Linked DNA regions of Triticum aestivum: region 1 is linked to region 2. A link is a contact called in public Hi-C data. All regions are on one chromosome and are shown on one strand. The core of a region is the stretch at or near the end of the contact, and the rest is flanking DNA. Distances in the headings are between cores, read along the strand shown. Region 1 holds the start of LOC123070193 (polygalacturonase At1g48100). Region 2 holds the start of LOC123065461 (zinc-finger homeodomain protein 5).

The links. Hi-C and Micro-C count contacts between places; a contact is called where the count stands out from the background.
Region 1: a contact with region 2 is called in a Hi-C map of leaf, with 5 times the contacts expected there. The contact joins the promoter of LOC123070193 here to the promoter of LOC123065461 in region 2. A contact is called at or near these places in 4 of 5 Hi-C or Micro-C datasets (leaf, root and an unstated tissue) and 1 of 1 datasets of contacts at active chromatin or transcription factors (leaf).

What each region holds. Positions count from the first base shown.
Region 1 is chr3B:429,478,387-429,484,872 of IWGSC CS RefSeq v2.1, forward strand. It overlaps LOC123070193 (polygalacturonase At1g48100), which reads left to right and starts at 3,226. Exons shown (of 7, transcript XM_044493262.1): 1 at 3,226-3,809; 2 at 4,891-5,022; 3 at 5,438-5,614; 4 at 5,693-5,737; 5 at 5,820-6,027; 6 at 6,464-6,486. The coding sequence starts at 3,345. It overlaps LOC123070195 (a long non-coding RNA gene), which reads right to left and starts at 5,724. Exons shown (of 3, transcript XR_006433527.1): 1 at 5,677-5,724; 2 at 5,122-5,194; 3 at 561-2,890.
Region 2 is chr3B:429,338,334-429,344,477 of IWGSC CS RefSeq v2.1, forward strand. It overlaps LOC123065461 (zinc-finger homeodomain protein 5), which reads right to left and starts at 4,891. Exons shown (of 1, transcript XM_044488733.1): 1 at 3,825-4,891. The coding sequence starts at 4,781. The coding sequence ends at 4,083.

The sequences.
Region 1 (6,486 bases), core at 1,976-4,475, 140 kb after region 2:
TGTCAGGCCGACAGGCCTCGACAGCTTGCAAATCTACGTACTTGCAGCTCCATTTGCAACGAGTTGTAGTATTCTACGTCCAGCGTTCAATCTGTTGTTTTACTAGCAAGTTGTAAGGTGTATTTATCTAAATGTCTGTATTAGTATGTCCTTTTTTCGCGAAAAAACTTTCAATCTATTCATCTTCAATCATGGCAGTACAACGAATACCAGAAATAAAAATTACATCCAGAATCGTAGACCACCTAGCAACGACTACAAGCACCGAAGTGAACCGAAGGCGCGCCGCTGTCATCACCCCTCCATCGCCGGAGCCGGACACAACTTGTTGTAGTAGACAGTCGGGAAGTCGTCGTGCTAAGGCCTCATAGGACCAGCACCCCAGAACAGCAACCGTCGCCGATGAAAAATAATGTAGATCGGAAGGATCCAAACCGAAGACACACGAACGTAGACGAACAACGACGAGATCCGAGCAAATCCACCAAAGATAGATCTGCCGGAGACACACCTCCACACGCCCACCAACGATGCTAGACGCACCGCTGGAACGGGGGCTAGGCGGGGAGACCTTTATTCCATCTTCAGGGAGCCGCCGCCGTCTCGCCTTCCTGAGTAGGACACAAACCCTAACAAGATTAAAAAAAACGACTAAAAACGGAGCCCTCCCGCCGGCCCTTGCCAGGATCCACCGCGCCTCCATGGCCCTAGGGCCACCGGAGACGAGGCGGACCTGCGCCGGCGCCAGCGAGAGGCACAAACCCTAACTTTTTTTCTTGGAAGAGGAGGAGGAGGTGGAGGAGGAGCCCTGAGTATGTCGTTGCCTTGAGAATTAACCAGTGGACGTCAGACCCCGTGCCTGCCAGTAGTATTTGTCTTTCACCGAGCAGTTGCTGCTAAATGCCGATTTATCGTCAAACCAGCAGGTTGCCGCTAGCGATAAAAGTGCGTCCTGTGAGGCTTAGCCTGATGAGTGACCAGTCGAGTGTTTGTTACTGCATACTATAGTAACCACGTGTACTTGTCTCAAAAAAAAAATTAGTAACCACGTGTGCAGAGAGCAGTTGTGCCTTCCCATTGTCTGTCTGTATACGCTATATTAGATGAACCACAACGAAGTAATAATACTGATGTACAGCAGTGCTGTATCAATCAGATTATCAATGCTGCTGTTGTGACCAGGATACACTTGCGTGCGTATAAATCAAACACCTGCCGTATGCGGATGTATAAAGAAGAGAAGGTGGACAGGTGCCAGGACAATCTGAGCGTAGATTAGATTCTTGCAAATGGATTCTGCAGCGGTGCAATAAAAGAATAGGACGAGTGCAGAAATCAGTGAAGATTAGGCGCGAACGCGACAGTAAGGGAAACCAGACGTGTAGCCACATACTCCTCCTACGTGTTACGTGTTGGCGAACCTCCGGGACAGCACAGAACGCCTGGCGGCGGGTGCAGTGCAGTGCAGGGGGCGGTGATTGTTTCTGAGCAAGGGCATGTGGATTCAGGGCCTTTTTTATGGCCTCTGTCTGCCTTCACAAAATGTACCAGTTCACATCACGTACAAGTTAAGAGACGTGTAGGCTGTGGAGATTGATCGTCTCGGAGACGGAGATAGCGCTGAAAATGTGGGCATCGACCACCCATTGTCCTAGGGGAGAGGTCACGGCTGATCAAGTCACCGACCGAGCGGGGCAACCTATTTTGGAAGCCAACTAATAAGCAAGGATGCACGGCCATGAGCGGCAGGGCGGAGATGGATGGGTGGATGGATGAATGATTGGACAACGAAGGAGCACGGGAGAAGAGAATCGGTTGCGGCCCGGCCGATGCGCGGACAAACGCGCGGCCCTTCCGTTCCGCCCGTGACCGTTGCCCCCATGTGACCCGGGCATGTGCGCGCTCGTCTTCTACCGCGCCCTCTTGCCCTGTGTCGCGCGGCTGTTCATGGCCACACGTTGATTCGATGGGCTTCGTTCCCACAGCTTAACCTTCACGTACACAGCTCAAAACCGTTGCCACGATCCCACGACCACGAGCACGGTGTACGTATGCTTCAGGAACGGACTAGCCTCCGCCTCGGCTAGATGCTAGCTCGTCCCGTCAATGATCGATCACATGTCTGCCTTTGGTTTTGGCAACCGATCGAAAAGTGGGCACATACGCATAACTGCACTGCGTGCACAGCAATGGCATGGCAGAGACGCATCAATCTTCCAGAGGTTAAAAACAAAAGAGCAGGGATCTGGCATGGCACCTCTATAGATTAAACGTAGGGACAACTATGTCTATCATTCAACACGGGGGCAAACCCGCCGAGGATGCCGGGTAAAGCACATTCATAGCCATCTGGCTAAACTGACTAAATTCTGCAAAGCAAGTGAGCTGTTAGGTTTGCCTGAGATGACTATTTTTTACTTGTTTCCCTCGTTGTTTCTTAGAGCTGTAAACAGAGCAAAAAATATTTTGCTTCAGCGAGATGCCTGTGAGCGTTAGTAATTCCGTACTTTAGTAAGAGCAACTCTAGCCGAGTCCTCATATTGGGCCGATCTGCATAATAACCTTCGATATGACGATTTTGTCTGAAAAAATCACTTTAGCAGTCAATTGAGAGCTTGGGGGAAAAAGATGCCCTATTGACGAGTAGGTCCCACGATGTGAAAACAACCAATATGAAAACTATGAGTTTGCACATCACCTTGGTATCTCCATAATGCATATGGATTTTTGGATTAGCTGCCAAACTGGACATACTCGCGCTCTAATTGCACGTGATCTCTTGGACCACAGGGAAGCATATATATAAAGGACAACGTCCGTTTTGTTTCCCCACAAAATCTGGTGCCGAAATTACTCCTCCCCGCTCGTGAATAAATTTTATGCTTCATTCCTGTTTCAGTAAATCGGTGTCAAAGAAGATGCGGAGCAAACGGTATAGATGAGATTATAGCAGAGAGAGATTACTGAAATGTCATAATAGATGCGGTTCACCACCGACAAGTCCTCACTGAATAACCGCCGTAAACAAATCGCCAAGCATACATGATCATGGCGAGGAGCATAAGCAACAAGAAGACATCACTTACCCATTCCCTGTGCAGCTACAAGACCCTTGCATGCACGTGAGTTGTGGCCCCATTTCCCGCATTCATTTTCATCTAATCTTTTGAGAGGGAGGCGCAAACATGGCCGCCCTGAACCTGAAGCTTTTTATTTAAAGAGAAGCCTCTGTCTTTCCCTCCTCACAAGCAATCCACACCTCTTGTGTATGCTGTCTATTTATCTACTCCCCAAGCACGTACAAACACTCTCCACACAGCTAGCCAACAGGTACAGACACAAGGATGAAGCTCAGAGTAAAAGGCTTCGGCCTCCTGCTTCTCCTTGTCTTGCTTGCTCTGTGCTCCACCATTGATGTCTGCGACGCGAGGAGAGGCAAGCATTGGAGGCCAAGGAGCTCACCGAGCTCCTCTCTGCTCAAGAAGAAAGGGAAGGCAAAGAAGGGGAGCTCCCACCGGCAGCACGGGGGCAACCGGCGAAGCCCGCCACCAGGCCCCCCTGGTGTTGGCAAAGGACACCAGACGCCATACCAACCAAGCCCCAATGTACCTGTAAGTCCGAGCCCGAGCCCGAAGCCGAGCCCTGACAAAGGCAATGGACATTCAAGTCCACAGCTTCCATCTCCAAGCTGTGGAAAGGGCAGACAGCCGCCGCCGCAGCGACCACCTGCGGCCTCGGCCTCACCGGGTGCGGTGTTTAACGTGGTTGATTTCGGAGCCAAGGGTGATGGAGTTTCAGACGATACAAAGGTCGGTCAATATCACTGCACCTCAAATTGCTGTTCGCTAACTTGTGTAGCATCATGCATTCCCGGACACAGAAATTCTCACTGCCAATTCCATTTTGCATTGCACATTTCCTTTTGTAATCCATATCAGGCATGTCATGCATGACCGCTCCGTGTTGATCAGTCCAGGAAAACAGGTACCACTAGGCATGGGCTTTCTAAGATTAGAATTTCAGTATTTGTATATTTGGAGTGGCACTTCAGGTAGTGTGAAGATTTGGATTTTTGCCGGACATATGATCCGATGTACATTTCATTGAGTCCTGTGATCCATCATCATCGACTACCCTCGCATGATTTCCAGTGCAAAGCCGCAGGAAATTGTCACTAGTGACAGACCTTTCTGTAGTCAGTATTTGCATGATTGCCTGTGCTTACTGGAAATTTTATTGGTTTATTTTTGGATTGTTCTGTTCTTCACATGTACACACTTCAAGCTGGTACGGCTTTTCTTTTATTTTTCCCTTTTTGAGGAATCCACTCAGGTACTGTTCTTTTATTTCTCTTGGTGAACAAAGTGGGGCATCCACTCAGGGTTCACAAGAAAATATCGATATTTTTTTTCAAATTATTTTTGCACGCAAGAAACATATCGATGGCAAAAATTGGATGAACCAACAGTACCTTTTTTAGTGTTAGTTCTCAAAAACCAGTTCTTTAAATTTTATTTTAAAAATTAAAAAGGTGGAAATGTTTTATGTAGAGGCATACTTGAAATCCAAAAATGCATACCAGAAAAAAGATTCAATGGTAGTTAAACTCATGGAAATTGGGAGATGAATTGCAAGTTTCCAAAAAATAAGCTTCCACCAACATTGAACAGTGTATTTGGGCTTCTTTTCAGCCAAAAGAAATCCTCATTTTTTGGGTACGGTTTTGGATAGTTTTCATTTCGACAAAACCATAGGGGCACAGTGGAACTATATACTATGATTAGCTTAAGGATCTGAGCTCTACAAGTGTGTTTTGTCGCTGGGTTCATTTTATGGAACAAGAGTCTAGTCTTTTGAGAACAAATCTCTAATAAATTAGTGTGCATGCAGGCTTTTCAAGCCGCGTGGGCTGCTGTGTGCAAGCTGGGAGCATCTACAGTTCTTGTACCATCAGAACTAGAGTTCCTTGTTGGGCCAATCTCGTTTTCTGGGCCTAACTGCAAACCAAACATTCTTTTCCAGGTAATTCTGCACCCCCCCCCCCCCCACCCCCACCCCAAAAAAGAAAGGTAATTCTGCACCTAATGCCAAATATATACCTGAAAAAGCTTTCCCCATTACCTGCATTGAACAGCACGACTCCTTATTCTAGAGAAGCACTAGATTTTTACAACACCTGCAAGCCCACCTTATTCTAGAGATAAAAGTTTGTATGTTAGTATAGATACGCCATCCTATGTAGTATGTACTCTTATATATGCAGGGGAAATGATTTCTTGATGTTATGAGCATGTAAAAGATTCCAATGCTATATTTGATATGTCAAAATAATTCAAATGAAACGACAATTTCATGTGTACAAAGAGAAACAAACTCCAATCTGGCAAAGGTGAAACACAAAAACATAACGGGGTTAAATGATGTGCTAATTTTGTAGTTGGAAGGAACGATCTTAGCCCCAACAAATGCTAAAGCATGGGGTTCTGGCTTGCTTCAATGGCTTGAATTCACCAAACTAAGTGGATTATCAATTCAAGGCAGTGGCACCATAAATGGTAGGGGGCAACAGTGGTGGACCTACTCAGACCCAAATGACGATGAGGATGACGACAAGGTAAGACCCGACCATTTAGTACTAAATCACTCAATTCAAAAGTTGGTTTATTAATCACTAACCTTGGATACAATCCAGCAGTACAATGAGGAGCTTGAGAGGATGCCACGGGTTAAACCTACGGTAAGATCACTATCTTAGTGCACATTCAGTACTGTATACCAAAACAAACATCTGGCAGTTTTGATTCCATACTCTGATGCAGGCATTGAGGCTCTATGGTTCTTCAAATGTCGTAGTGGCTGGCATCACAATTGTCAACAGCTCACAGTGCCATCTCAAGTTTGACAACTGTCAAGGGGTGCTGGTCCACGACCTGACAATATCCTCCCCTGAGAACAGTCTCAACACCGACGGAATACACCTGCAGAACTCCAAAGATGTCAGCATTCATCATACCAACTTGGCTTGCGGTAATTCCTCTTTATGACTAACTTCAAGAAGAATTTTATTTTACCAATCTAGCATGCATTCATATTATGTTCAGCAATTTTGTTTTGCCAACACGTGTCCACGTGAAACATATCTTCAACCAGAATTTGAGAACACAAGACAATTTATATATTCCAACAAACTACTCCCTCCGTCCACAATGTAAGACGTTTTTGCAAGCTATATTAGCTTGAAAAAACGTCTTACATTATGGGACGGAGGGAGTATAATATAAGGCATATGATCAACTGAAAGCATGTCCCTCTGTTCTGCAAGCTCTGCAGTGCAACGGGCAGTTCCAGACTACACTGGAAAAGGGCGACGAATCGTATCGAAGCATCTTTTGCAGTTACACAAAAGTAGTAAAATGAGTATATAGCACAGATCACATGGCATCTTTTGTCTTGTTCCATGCAGGTGACGATTGCATCTCCATCCAG
Region 2 (6,144 bases), core at 3,641-6,140:
AATCTCTAGAAAGACAAATATTTAGGAACGGAGGGAATAGTATTTTATTTTATTTTACTTTTCATGTGGCTGCACCCAAGACCATGTTCATCGGTGTATTTTCACGGCGTAGTGTATTTGTGTATTTTTAGTGAGCGGGAAGGCAAATGAGGGTATCATGGAAAATACAAACAAAAGCCCTCCATTTCTATGTGGATGTTCGCGGACAATTGGTTGGTGTCTAGTTATCTAACACTAGCACAAACGCGAACCAACAGTCCAGGTGCTTCCATTATTTCTGAATTTATTTTAGGATTTTTGGCGATGCGCTTTCAATGGAAGGAGACATTTCCGTCAACGATGAGACGCATAATGTGACTTCGTAAACCTCAAAATGATATGCCGGCTCAGTCTCTTGAAAGTGCTCGTAGGGGTAGGATGTGCGTGTGTGCGTTCATAGGGGTGAATATATGCGCGTATGTATAAGCGCTTGCATCTGTACTGTGTTAAAAAAAATAGTAGCACCAAGAGTCCCCTACCTATTAACTCCGACAATGATTGGTGTGCAGATATTTTGTCAGCAGAAGCGTTGGCTCTAAAATTTGGCTTATTACTTGCACGGGATGCAATCATTTTGTTATTAACTCCAACAATATGAAAGTGATTGACACAATGAAAAATGAAGGATATTCCGTGGCAGCGGCGGTGACAGTGTTTGAGGATTGCTATTTTATGGCGTGTGATTTTTCTCTTACTAGATTTAAACATCGTAATAGGGAAGCAAATAAGGTTGCTCTAGGTTAGTGAAATTTTCCATGACAAGGAATTGGTTTGAGCCCTATGGATGATATGTATCTTTTCTTATTGACGACGCAACTATAATTTCCAATTAATAAAATTGATATTTTATTTATTAAAAAGACAGTCCCCTACCTATTTGTCCCTCCTTTTTGCGAAGTCAAATTTCATAAATTTGCAACAATCAAAAGCAATTCAACCATACATGTATCACTTCCAAACAGTTTAAAGATAAATTGCTCATGACAAGCAATTCAAGCTTTCCATTACCCGGATTCAACAATTTCAAACAAAAGCAACTGAACAAATAATTGCCCATCATCATTATCAAAGTGTGCAATCACACCACTACACATATGGTGAACCCACATCGCATCACGACGCAACGAGCAGGAGGAGCTATCTCGCTCGCGCGCGCCACCTCATCGACCTATCATGTCTTGGTGTTGGTGCGCGAGTCTTAGTGTTTGAGGCTCATTGGATTCGGCCCGATGGCGGCACCTCAAAGATGTTCGATAGGGTAAGGTCCATGGGCCGGAAGAGATCCATTCTGGCGGCGACATCCAATGGAGGTGGTGTTGTAGCAATGGCGACAATGTCTAAGGTGGGTTTGATGACAACCTTGGGGTCACAGAGTGAGAAGGAGAGTTGAGGATGGGATGGGGATGGGACCAGGTAGAGTTTTTGTGTGGATGAGGATGGATGCACAACTAGAGTCCCCTCCATTTGGGGCCGGGCTGGGGGATGTCAGACCATCGAAGCCCAAAATGGAGGAGTCGATGGATGCTAAATATGGTTCGGACAGTCCAGTCCGAATAAATTGGGCGGAATGGGTTTCTGCCTTGGAGATAACCGTATGTGGGCAAACTCTCATATATCTCTTCATTTGTACCTGATAATTCAACCGAAGATAGGGAACTGATACCGTGACAACTCTAATGCTAGTTTATAAAACTTGCATGTATATCAAGAACTTTGATTATTAATTTGGTCAACAAAATATTAGTTATATATCACACAAAATGTATCAGTAGATTCACGTTTCAGAAAAAATACGGTACAATATTTGTGGCACATAACTCAAATCGTGTCGATCATATCACTAATACACAATGGGACTATGTGCAGACGGACTGTGTGCGATGACAACACCGCAAACAGTAGGAAAATAAACTTGTGCGCCCAGAAACTGAATGTGGGCGATCAGTTGCCCATCGCGCACAGGCAATAAAAGAAAACTGTGTGCGATATCCTGTATGCAGTTCTACCTAATCAAACATGTGCGAAGTGTATGAGTATCTCACACATTGTATAAGGGAACTTGTGTGCACATGATAGCAAAGGGTGATGGCATGACGAAGCCCTTTTTGTCGATTCTCTGTTCGGATCCCTTCCAGAGGCTGGGGTTCTTCAATGTGATGGATTCTGTGGCCTCTTTGTGTATCATACTCGCATCCGAAGATATGGGTAATATAGTCGACCAGAGGCGGCTATAATGGATTCCCCTATGGTAAGATCCTCCTGGCACGAGCGTGGTACGAGCATGGACGTCATCTTCTCTGGATCCCTCTACGCGGCTGGTTTTCTTCCTGTTTACTCGTGGCTTCATATGGTAGGTTCTTATCACATAAATTGACGTGATCTTTTACCGCATATTCTTGTACTTTCCTCCTAATGCCTCAAAACTTCTTATGGTTGGAATCCATGCAAAAACAGACAAAAAGACGTGTGCAAATACGATAAAATTCAGACAAAACCGACGCCTACGACAAAAAACACTAATAAAAAGTGGTAATAAATAGGACACATCACCACCACAAACCAAACTCGAAGACTCCCTAATGAAAACCTGAAAAAAATCACTCACGCTGCTACACGACAGGTCCGGATCTGATGTCGAGCTCGCCACCGTTCAGGACTATGCACCGACTCCCTGTTCTCCGGTGACCTAGGCCGCCTGGGCCGCCATAGAAGATCACTATGTTGGATAACCAACGCCGCCGTCGAGCACCGCCTGACAAAGACCGCCACTCGAGCACACATCTCCTTCACCATCCCGCAACAACCCTCCAACTCCTCCATGGACAGGCCGTCCCTGATCAGGACCTCTCTGCTGCTGCCGCAACACGGGCTTTGCCGGACGACGCGCTTTGGCGACCGCGAGAGGGGGAGTAGATGGGGCGGCGGCTAGGGTTTCGGTCGCAACCTTGGAGTCTATAACACCTTCTCCTTATAATTAATGAATTGGGCAAGTCTTTTGTCTCTGATTTTTTTAATCAATGATCGAAGGCAATCTCCAAAAATGTATTATGCTAGATATATTTATATGGAGGGAGTACCTTGTTCTTATGGTCGACAGTGAATTTCTGATAGCACTTTCTATTCGGAATCAATTTCGTGCTCATATTAACGGCCGCCACTCTGTTAGGGCCGTTACATTTTAAACCGGTTATGATTTAATGTCCAAATCTTCACTTATATGGTTGTATAGCTCAATCCATATTTATAAAACTAGTGGTTATTTGTCCTTTTCACCTCATGAAGATTCGAGTGGAACTCTTCTCAAGAATTTATAAGCTGCGAATGGTGCAAGATCTCAAGATGTTGAAGTTTCTTTCCTTTTTGCTTGCCTGTTATCTTGAGGGGTATCCAACCCATGGCATCCTTGTCAACCTTTCCTCCCTCGCACCATGGTCCTCACAATTCCTTCAAACAAAATCCTTGTAATCCAACTCAAAGATAACAGATGCGGACACAACAGGCAATGCGATTACCTGTCCCGCGTGGAAATCTAACCGTCCACTTGTATTAAGCCTGGTATAATCCAGCTGCTGTCTGGCCATGGCCATGCCTCGGCAAGCCATTCTGATTCGGTAAACGCAAAATCAACCATCCAATAGAAACTCTTTCACATCGGTTGCGATTATCAGAATGAGTGTGCTCATGGTTTCTTTAATTTTAAGGGCACTAGTATATGAATTAAGGCTTATAATACAGCGTAGTTCACCAACTCGAAAATAAAATGAAATACAGCGTACTACATTGTGTAGACAGTGTTTTTCTTTATATTATAGTAAAAAAATGTATACAGAAAAATAACCAAAAGAAATATCCCAATCCAATCCAATCCAACCAATGCTCCTACCAGGAATGATCGTGCACTGATATGACAGAGAAGCAACAGTGATCAGCCCAATTAGAAGATAGTGAAAAAGAACAGAAGAACTTTCCAACAGTTAAAAACTTTACAAGGGCGCGAGGAGCGTTGCCTCCTACTGTACTATGGAACCTGTCTCCTGCCATGGCTACTGCTGCTCTTGTCTATGCTCCTGAAGCTGCTTCTCCTGCTGCTGCCTCCTACCGCTGCTACTCTGCTTGTTGTTGTGCATCCAGACCTTGAGCGCCTGCCTCCGGACCCCGGCCTGCGCGCAGAAATGCCCCACCATCGCCTCGTCCTGCCGCTGCAGCCTCCACCCGACGCGCTCCGCGAACGCCAGCATCTGCTCCTTCTGCTCCCGCGTGAACGTCGTCCTGGAACGCTTCCGCGGTGCCGGCGACGGCCCACGACGCTCCTCGCTGGAGGACTCGGTCGTCGTGCCGGTGCCGCCGCTGGCCGCGAGGCCGTAGGGGAACGGCAAGCGCTGGTGCGGGTGCTTGCTCGCCGCCGGCGGGAGCAGCAATGGTGCGCGCGCGCTGGCAGCCAGCAGCGGCAAGTGGGCGCGCCTCGGCGAGGGGTCGCGGCGGTGGAAGCTGCGGTGGCAGCCGCAGGCCGCGCATGCGAGTGGGTCCTCGGGAGAGGCCGGCATGAACTCGCAGCATCCGTCCAGGACGTGCCCGCCGGCGGCCGCCGCGTGGTTACGGAGGCACTCGTGGTACTGCCGCCTCGCCTCCGCTTGCATGTTGTCTGCCGGCCCGTTTGCGGTGGCGCTGCGGTGAGGTGCCGCGGGCGGGGCGCCGTCGCCCACGTCGCTGCCGTCCCCGTCCTCCTCTCCCTGGAATTCCATTGCGCGTATAGAAATAGAGCGCGCGCGTGTGCTTGTGCTTGTCAAACTGCAGCACGCCAAGGCTGACGATTACGTCTTTGGTGGGGAATAGTGCGTACGTTGTGCTCGCGGTTGGGGTCATGTCTGGGATATTTCTGGGAACCGTCACGCTAGGTGGTCGGGCGCGTCTATATATCGCCCTCAGCCAGCCGGAGAAAGAGTCTGCATCTGCATTACACTGCTGATTTTCCTTTCGTTGGCGTTATATATTTGGTACGGTCTCGTCAGACTCGTCGGCTTTCTTTTTCTTACCATTTTTATTTGACATTTCGACTTCATCAGTTTATATATATTTTGAAAATTTAAAATATATTTAGGAAAATAATTTTTATTTTACTTATCTATAGAAACCGATCACAATGTATTTAAGAAAAATGATCATCATGTGTTTAAAACAATGTTCATCGTATATTTGAAAATCGTTCACCATATCTTTACAAAAATTCAACCTATGCCTTAAAAAAGTTCAACATATTATTGTCCTCCATGTATTTAGATAAATGGTCACCATATGTTAAGAAAAGATCACCGTGTATTTAAAAGAAATGTTCACCATGTATTTAAGAAATATTTCTGTGTATTTTACGACCATGCACGGGCATACCACCCATTTTTGACCGAAGAATCAACCATAACTTCTATGATTATTCACCGATTTTATCCATATTTGTTCCTACGAGTTCCCTAGAAACCAAGGGAGGTATTGGGCGAGGATTGGGCTCCTCTAGAATCTTTGGATCAAAGGGGAGAAGTCACATCCATAGAGAAGGCCCATGGAGCCCTTCTATCTATACACCTCCAACGCTAGTCGCCGGCATCCATCTCAAATCTATCTTCCATGAGTCGTCACACCTCCATTGTTGCAGCAAGACCATATCCACCATGGAGGAAGGACCAAGATAGGGAAGAAGGAAGGGGGAGGCTTCGCCAACACCCCGCAACGGCTGAAGGGCCGCTGCCATATCCACCGACGCTCCATGCCTTTCTCCTTCCCCAACTCAATGTTGGATTGTAACTTGTCTCTCCCCTCTATGTTAATCCCCCACATGTTTGACTAATTGTATCAGTTTTAATTAGCATGCTGACATTTTTTAGGATGGTACAAACAATTGAACTCAACGAGTCGCTCCCTTTTCCCCAACCCCGGCAAGCATCTAACGTCTCATCCACACCACAACCTCGCCCCCCCTTCTATCGCGGTTTACGACCTTGTCGTTAGCTAGAGTATTGGGAACCTGCTAGTTTCATTTAGTTCTAGTAGATCCTTATTTGACTTAGGTTTTTGTTCCCTAAAGGAATCAACGAGGCGTTGGCGTTGATGGCG